2 separate regions of the Callithrix jacchus genome follow, and region 2 is linked to region 1. Evidence: chromatin contacts called from public Hi-C data. All regions are on one chromosome and are shown on one strand. Each heading gives the region's core, a stretch centred on a gene start, on an enhancer-like site or on the middle of the called end of the contact. The rest is flanking DNA. Distances are from core to core; before and after follow the strand shown. Region 1 has its middle 18 kb from the start of CIPC. Region 2 overlaps CIPC (CLOCK interacting pacemaker).

Evidence for each region. Hi-C and Micro-C count contacts between places; a contact is called where the count stands out from the background.
Region 2: a contact with region 1 is called in a Hi-C map of skeletal muscle, with 2.8 times the contacts expected there. The contact joins two enhancer-like sites. A contact is called at or near these places in 3 of 3 Hi-C or Micro-C datasets (induced pluripotent stem cells and skeletal muscle).

What each region holds. Positions count from the first base shown.
Region 1 is chr8:111,937,371-111,940,811 of calJac240_pri, reverse strand. No RefSeq gene overlaps it. Among named protein-coding and RNA genes, the nearest start is that of CIPC, 18 kb to the left of the region's middle. Within about 2 kb of position 1,806, at least 6 of the 16 cell types and tissues checked have an H3K27ac peak or open chromatin away from gene starts, as enhancers often do. A contact at or near this core is called in skeletal muscle, where this site is marked.
Region 2 is chr8:111,984,832-111,988,272 of calJac240_pri, reverse strand. All of the region lies in intron 1 of CIPC (CLOCK interacting pacemaker), which reads right to left. Among named protein-coding and RNA genes, the nearest start is that of IRF2BPL, 28 kb to the right of the region's middle. Within about 2 kb of position 1,667, at least 1 of the 16 cell types and tissues checked has an H3K27ac peak or open chromatin away from gene starts, as enhancers often do. A contact at or near this core is called in skeletal muscle, where this site is marked.

The DNA.
Region 1 (3,441 bases), core at 557-3,056:
AGGGTTACAATATAAAAAGCACCTGGAGCTCTGGGCACAGTGGCTCATCCCTGTAATCCCAGAGGGCGGATCACAAGGTCAGGAGTTCGAGACCAGCCTGGCCAACATAGTGAAAACCTGTCTCTACTAAAAATATAAAAATCAGCCAGGCGTGATGGTGCATGCCTGTAATCCCAGGTACTCAGGAGGCTGAGGCAGGAGAATCACTTGAACCTGGGAGGTGGAGGTTGCAGTGAGCCGAGACCTCGACATTGTACTCCAGCCTGGGCAATAGAGTGAGACTCCGTCCAGTTTAAAACACAAAAAAAGTGCCTGGAGCAAGTAGGTGCTTTGTAAATGTTTGCTGTTGAGTGCCTGGCTGGGGCAGGAAGGGAGTTGGGTTGTGAGTAACACGCTCCATTGCAGCAGGCTATGGGGGAAGAGGCATCGAGCCCTGCCCTGCCTCCAGGGGCTCAGAGCTGAGTGGCATCCTTGGAACCATCTTCCCGGAAATGAGTTGCCAGCTCCACCTCCAAAGTGGCCACTGTCTTTGGCCACCTCTGGCCAAGAGGCTTGCCATTTCCAGACTGAGCAAATCCCAGCTCTGACCCAGGGACGGCAATTCCAGGCTGCCAGGCCTTGAGTGCCCCTGCTCCTTGTTCCCCTGCAGAAACTCAAACCTTGATTTCCCGAGATCCTCTTCACACCGATGCAGGCCTCACACTGCACGCCTCTGGCTGGGCTAGACCAGCTCTTCTTTCACAGTAATACTGCAGTGTCCCCTTCTCTGCTGAAAGCCTCCCTCTCCAGGGGATAGAGCTACAGGTTGAGGCCACATACTCCCTCCTCCTCAATGCCTTGGGGTCCCCACCCCCTTTCTGATCCTTGATTTTCCCTGAGCTGGATTAAGACCTTTAGCAGCCTTAAAAGCTGACAGATTAAGGTGTACCTCCCCCACTCACCCACACACAAATTCCAAATAAAATAATCCTAAACCTGAAAATAAGTGTCAGGAAGTCCAACAAAGTTTTCATTTTCCCCAGGATGACTACTCTTCCTTGCTATTTTTGAAGTACTAAATATTAGCCATTAAAAAAGCAAAACCAAACCCAAACATTTTGTTGATGGTCTTTTGCTGCCAGCGCCCTGAGAACATGCTTAATCTGCCTACCGGGGAACCTGGCCTTGCCTGCCCCCTCCCTGGTGCCCCAGAAGGACAGGGCTGGCTTGCAATAGCAGGGCATTGGGCCACTCTGCCCAGAGATGTCCCCAGGGAGAGAGGGAAGTCCTGGGCCAATCAGTCCCCACAGGGGAGGTGACATCAGCAAAGCCCAGAAGGTTCTGCTGCTTCCACCCCTCCCATAGGGCACCCTCTCCTCCCTTCCAGAGCAGCCAGGGTCAGTCTGGGCCCCCTTCCAGCCCTGCAGCTGGCCAAGGATGACTGGGCTGTTAGTCCCTAGGCCTGCTGCCCTTCACCCACACCTGCTGGGCAGGTCTCCCTGCCTGGCCAAGGGCTGCCTTAGCCACTCACCCTCCTGCTGTGGGGACGGAGCCAGCCAGGGCTGGAACATCTTCTACAAACTGGCTTTTCCAGATCCTGCTTGTAAACTCTGGTTAAAAATAAAACCTCCTGTCTGGGAAGGAGAGGGTAGGAGGGTGCGGTGGTGGGGGACAGAGCAGGCAGGCAGAGGGCTATGGACAGGTGACATCAGCCCACCCTAGCAAAATGGTGGGGTATCCCAGAGAACAATGCTGGCTGGGGAGTATCCCACATAATTCCTCTGGGAGGGAGGCACCTTCCAGAGCCCTTTGTTTTGCAAAGAGAAAACAGGCCTAAAAAGGGGCAGGTGGTGTCACCAAGTCTTCAAATGGAACCCTTGGCCTTTTTCTTGCTGCCTCCTTTTCCTCAAGAGCGAGGTGTGAGGACAACCCTCTTTCTTCTTCCCTGCCAAGGATCCTCTACTCCTCCCCAGGAGCAGTCCCCAGTCATGTCAGGGCACCTTCTCCATCCCCACCCGCCCCGCCCCGCCCAGGATCACTGTCAGAAGCTCCTTGCCATCCTCTGCCTGCTCGATCCCGCCCACTCTCTTCTTCACTGTGTTTCTCCCTCCCAGTGTCCATCAAGCTGGTCTTCCTTTCGTCTCTCTGAGGGAACAAATGGCTATTGCGGGTCGGCTCTGTGCATACTATGCCATTTATTCTTCTTGCCAATAAAGCAAAGCTTTCCTACAGTGTTTTTTGAAGGAAACGTCACCTTGTAGGGGAGAGAAGGAAAGGGCTTTGTGTATATTGAGTGCTTTACAGGTGCAGGGTACTTCCCCTATGTGATTTCCAATCCTCAAAACATCCCTGCAAAGTATTCTGAGGCCTTCCATAAAGAACAGTCCTCGAGGCTGAGAGCCTTAAGGAACTGGCTTAAGGCTCAGTCCAGCTGACCCAGGGATGACTCAGTCTTCCACCTAATCCCTTGCTCCTGCAGCCCCACAAGGGCAATGACTGAGCCCTCAGTATATGGCACAACTCTAGTAACTGAGGCCGGGGATCACTTGAGCCCAGGAAGTCCAGGCTGCAGTGAGCCGTGATGACACGATTGCACTCAGCCTGGCCTGCAGAGCGAGACCCCGTCTCAATCTCATTCCAATCTCCCAGCACCCATTAGTGAATACTACATCAGTGAGTACTAGTGTTGCCTCATTTTACAGAAGAAGGAGCTGAGGCACAGGGTAGTTAAGGAAATATGTCCCCCAATCAGGAGGAAGTAGAGCTCAACTTTGAACCCAGGGTTTTCTGCTGCAGGCCCATGCTCTTAATTACGGCCCAATCTGGACACTCACAATCCCATCTTCAAGACCCAATCCAACTTTCCATCTTTTCTGTCCAGCCCCCTCTGCAGTCTTGGGCTCTGGGCTTCAGGCCAGCTGGCCTGGTGTCTCTCTGGGGAGGGCAGAGGCTGTGGGTTCACATTCTGAAGCTGAGGTGGGAGGTTGGGCTCAAATAGTGGTAACTGACAGCCAAGCTGGTGGAAGGCTTAGGGAGGGAGAAGGTGTGGACGTGGGCTGAGAGTGGTGTGTGAGGTTGCTGTCTTTTCCTCTCCAACCCTTTTTGGAGTTTTAGCTTTGTCTCCATTGCCCTGGTGGTTTCAGGTTGTTTCTTTCTTTAGCAAATGCTCCCCCAGAAAAGGCTGTACAATTCAGAGATGAAGTATTTGGATTGGATTTGGGCATTGGGATTGGACAGAAGGAGGTTCAAATTTCCTCTTTTTTTTTTTTTGAGACAGAGTCTCACTCTGTTGCCCAGGCTGAAGTGCAGTAGCGTGTTGTTGGCTCACAACAAACTCCGCCTCCTGGGTTCAAGCGATTCTCCTGCCTCAGCCTCCTGAGTAGCTGGGAGTACATGCCAGGCTAATTTTTTGTATTTTTAGGAGAGACAGTGTTTCACCACATTGGTCAGGCTGGTCTCGAA
Region 2 (3,441 bases), core at 418-2,917, 48 kb before region 1:
CACTTGAACCTGGGAGCCGGATGTCGCAGTGAGCCCGAGATCGTGCCGTTGCACTCCAGCCTGGGTGACAGAGCAAGACTCTGTCTCAAAAACAAACAAACAAAAAACATCTTTGCAATTGCTAGTGAATTGGGCAAAGGATGGGAGAAGAGGGAGCCAGAGCAAGGAGTGCTCTGCGATGGAGCAGCTGGGTTGCAAAACATCACTGCCATTGCCATTGCTTCTTCATGAGCCTAAATCAACAGCCTCCAACTTTAGTGCACACTCCAATCACCTAGAGAGATAGTGAAAAATGTGGCTTCCATCCAGGTGCAGTGGCTCACTCCTGTAATCCCAGCACTTTGGGAGGCTTAGGTGGGTGGATCACAAGGTCAGGAGTTCAAGACCAGCCTGGCCAATATTGTGAAACCCTGTCTCTACTAAAAATACAAAAATTAGCTGGGCATGGTGGTGGACGCCTGCAATCCTAGCTACTCGGGAGGCTGAGTCAGGAGAATTGCTTGATCCCGGGAGGCGGAGGTTGCAGTGAGCCAAGATGGCAGCACTGCACTCCAGCCTGGTGACACAGAGAGACTCTGTCTCAAAACAAAAATAAACCAAAAAAACATGGCTTCCTGACTGGGCGCAGTGGCTCATGCCTTAATCCCAGCACTTTGGGAGGCTGAGGCAGGAAGCTCGCTTGAGCCCAAGAGTTCGAGATCAACCTGGGTAACACAACAAGACCCCATCTCCATTTTTAAAAATGCAAATTCCTGGGCCCCACTCAAGGAGATTTAGACTAAAAAATACTGTTGTAGATACCAGGAATCTGCATATTTAATAAGTGTCTCAAGTGATTTGTATATAGATGGTCCACAAATCTTAACAACTAAGCGCCTAATCAGTGGTCCTCAACTCTGATTGCATATTAAAATCACCTGTGGTTTAAAGCAAACCGCCATAGCACATGTTTAGCTATGTAACAAACCTGCACATCCTGCACATGTACTCTTGAACTTAAAATAAAAGTTGAATTTAAAAAAAGGCCCCCAAGGAGCTTTTAGAGAATTCCAATTCCTGGGCTAGACCATCAGGGACTTGGACTTAATTGATCCAGGGTACATGCTGGGCATCAGGATTTTTAAAAAAGCGCCCACATCTCATTATTTCAGGCAGGCTTTAACCGGCATTTGTCTTCCTAACCCATTCCTGTTCTCTTTACCTTGAGAACCCCTAGCTTCTGTAGTCTCAAACTCTAACATGCATGTGAATCTCTTGGGTATTTGTTAAAATGCAAGTTCTGGCTCAGGAGGTTGGGGGGAGGTCTGCCTCCCTAAACACATCCTCACGTGCTGCTGCTGACGATCTTATAGAAATAAGATTTTTCCCTTTGTTCAAGGCCCAAGCTCGTGTGTGGACTGTGGTGCCAAAAAGTCCTGTTTATAGAGCTTTGCTTCTGGGACATCCCCAGTGCTGGTGCTAGGTCTGCCAGACTGAATCAGATCTTGCCTCACTTCAGGCAAGTTGGTGGAGTGCCTGCAAGTCATATGTTAGGTTCTTTCAGGTTTTCAAGAACAAGCCCCGCTTGGGATAACTCAGGAGCTTGGATCCCAGGAGGTAGGGGGAAATGGTGCCTACCTTCAAAGAGACAAGATAAAGCAAATGCGTGTGAAACCAGGTACAGAGTATGAAAGAGTCACTGGGCAGGAGGGCCAGGCAAGACAAAACATGGGCATGTGCCTTGTGGTGGGTGCCTAGCAGGCTTCCGTGAGTCCCTGGAAATAAAAGCTTCCTGGGGTTAGGCAGAGGGGATGGGAGAAAGGCTGGCAGTGAGGAAGACTGAATGGTAGTTAGTCTTCCACATAGCCACAAGCATCTCCTTCCATTCTAGTATGTGTATGCCGTTTCATCCATCAGGAGGCAAAATCCATTTTCCCTCCTCCTGAATCTGGGCTGATCTGGTGTCTTGCTTGGGGAGGTAGAAGTTGTAGAAGTCACACTGTGCCAGCTTCAGAGCTAGTCCCTAAGTCTGGCAGCTTCTGCTTTCATTCCCTTGGATGAAATGTAATTCCTAGCTGCCATGTAATTAATCCCACTGACCTGAAACCACCATGCTGGCCACGTGGAGAGGCCATGCAGAGGAGTGCTGAGGTGCCAGGAGTGTAAGTGATGCCTTCTTGGCCCTTCCCTCCCAGTCCAGCCGCCAGCTGAATACAGCTGAGTGAGCGACCCCAGCTGACACAGACACCACATGGAGCAGAAGAACCACCCAGCCAAACCCTGAACAAATTCCTGAATCATAAAATCAAGAGAAATAATAAATTGCTGGGTTTTTTTTTTTTTTTTGAGACGGAGTTTTGCTCTTCTCGTTGCCCAGGCTGGAGTGCAATGGTGCGATCTCAGTTCACTGCAACCTCCACCTCCCATGTTCATTTGATTCTCCTGCTTCAGCCTCCCAAGTAGCTGAGATTACAGCCATGCACTACTATGCCCAGCTAATTTTGCATTTTTAGTAGAGATAAAGTTTCTGCATGTCAGTCAGACTGGTCTCAAACTCCTGACCTCAGGAGATCTGCCCGCCTCAGCCTCCCCAAAGTGCTGGGATGACAGGGGTGAGCCACTGTGCCTGGCCAATAAATTGCTGTTTTAAGCCACTAATTTTTTTTGAGATAGAGTCTCGCTGTGTCACCCAGGCTCGAGTGCAGTGGCGTGATCTCAGCTCCCTGCAACCTCCACTTCCCAGTTTCAAGCAATTCTGCCTCAGCCTCCTGAGTAGCTGGGATTATGGGCATGCGCCATCACGCCCAGCTTATTTTTGTATTTTTAGTGGAGACAGGTTTTCACCATGTTGGTCAGTCTGGTCTTGAACTCCTGACCTTGTGATCCACCCACCTTGGCCTCCCAAAGTGCTAGGATTTCAGGCGTGAGCCACGGCACCCAGCCAAGCCACTAAATTTAAATTTATTTAATTTTTACATTTTTTTTTTTGAGATGGAGTTTTGCTCTGTTGCCCAGGTTGGCGCAATCTTGGCTTACTGCAACCTCCACCTCCTGGGTTCAAGCAGTTTTCCTATCTCAGCCTCCTAAGTAGCTGGGAACTACAGGCCCTGCCACCATGTCTGTCTAATTTTTTTTTTTTTTTTTTGAGACTATGTCGCCTAGGCTGGAGTGCAATGACGCAATCTCGACTCACTGCAACCTCCCCCTCCCAGGTTCAAGTGATTCTGCCTCAGCTTCCTGAGTAGCTGGGACTACACAGTCGTGCACCACCATGCCCTCGACTAATTTTTTTTTGTATTTTTAGTAGAGACAGGGTTTCACCTTGTTAGCCAGGATGGTCTGGATCTCCTGACCTCGTGATCCGCCAGCCTTGGCCTCCCAAAGTGCTGGGATTACAGGCATGAGCCACCGTTCCCGGCCAATTTTTGTATTTTTAGTAGAGACGAGGTTTCACCATGTTGG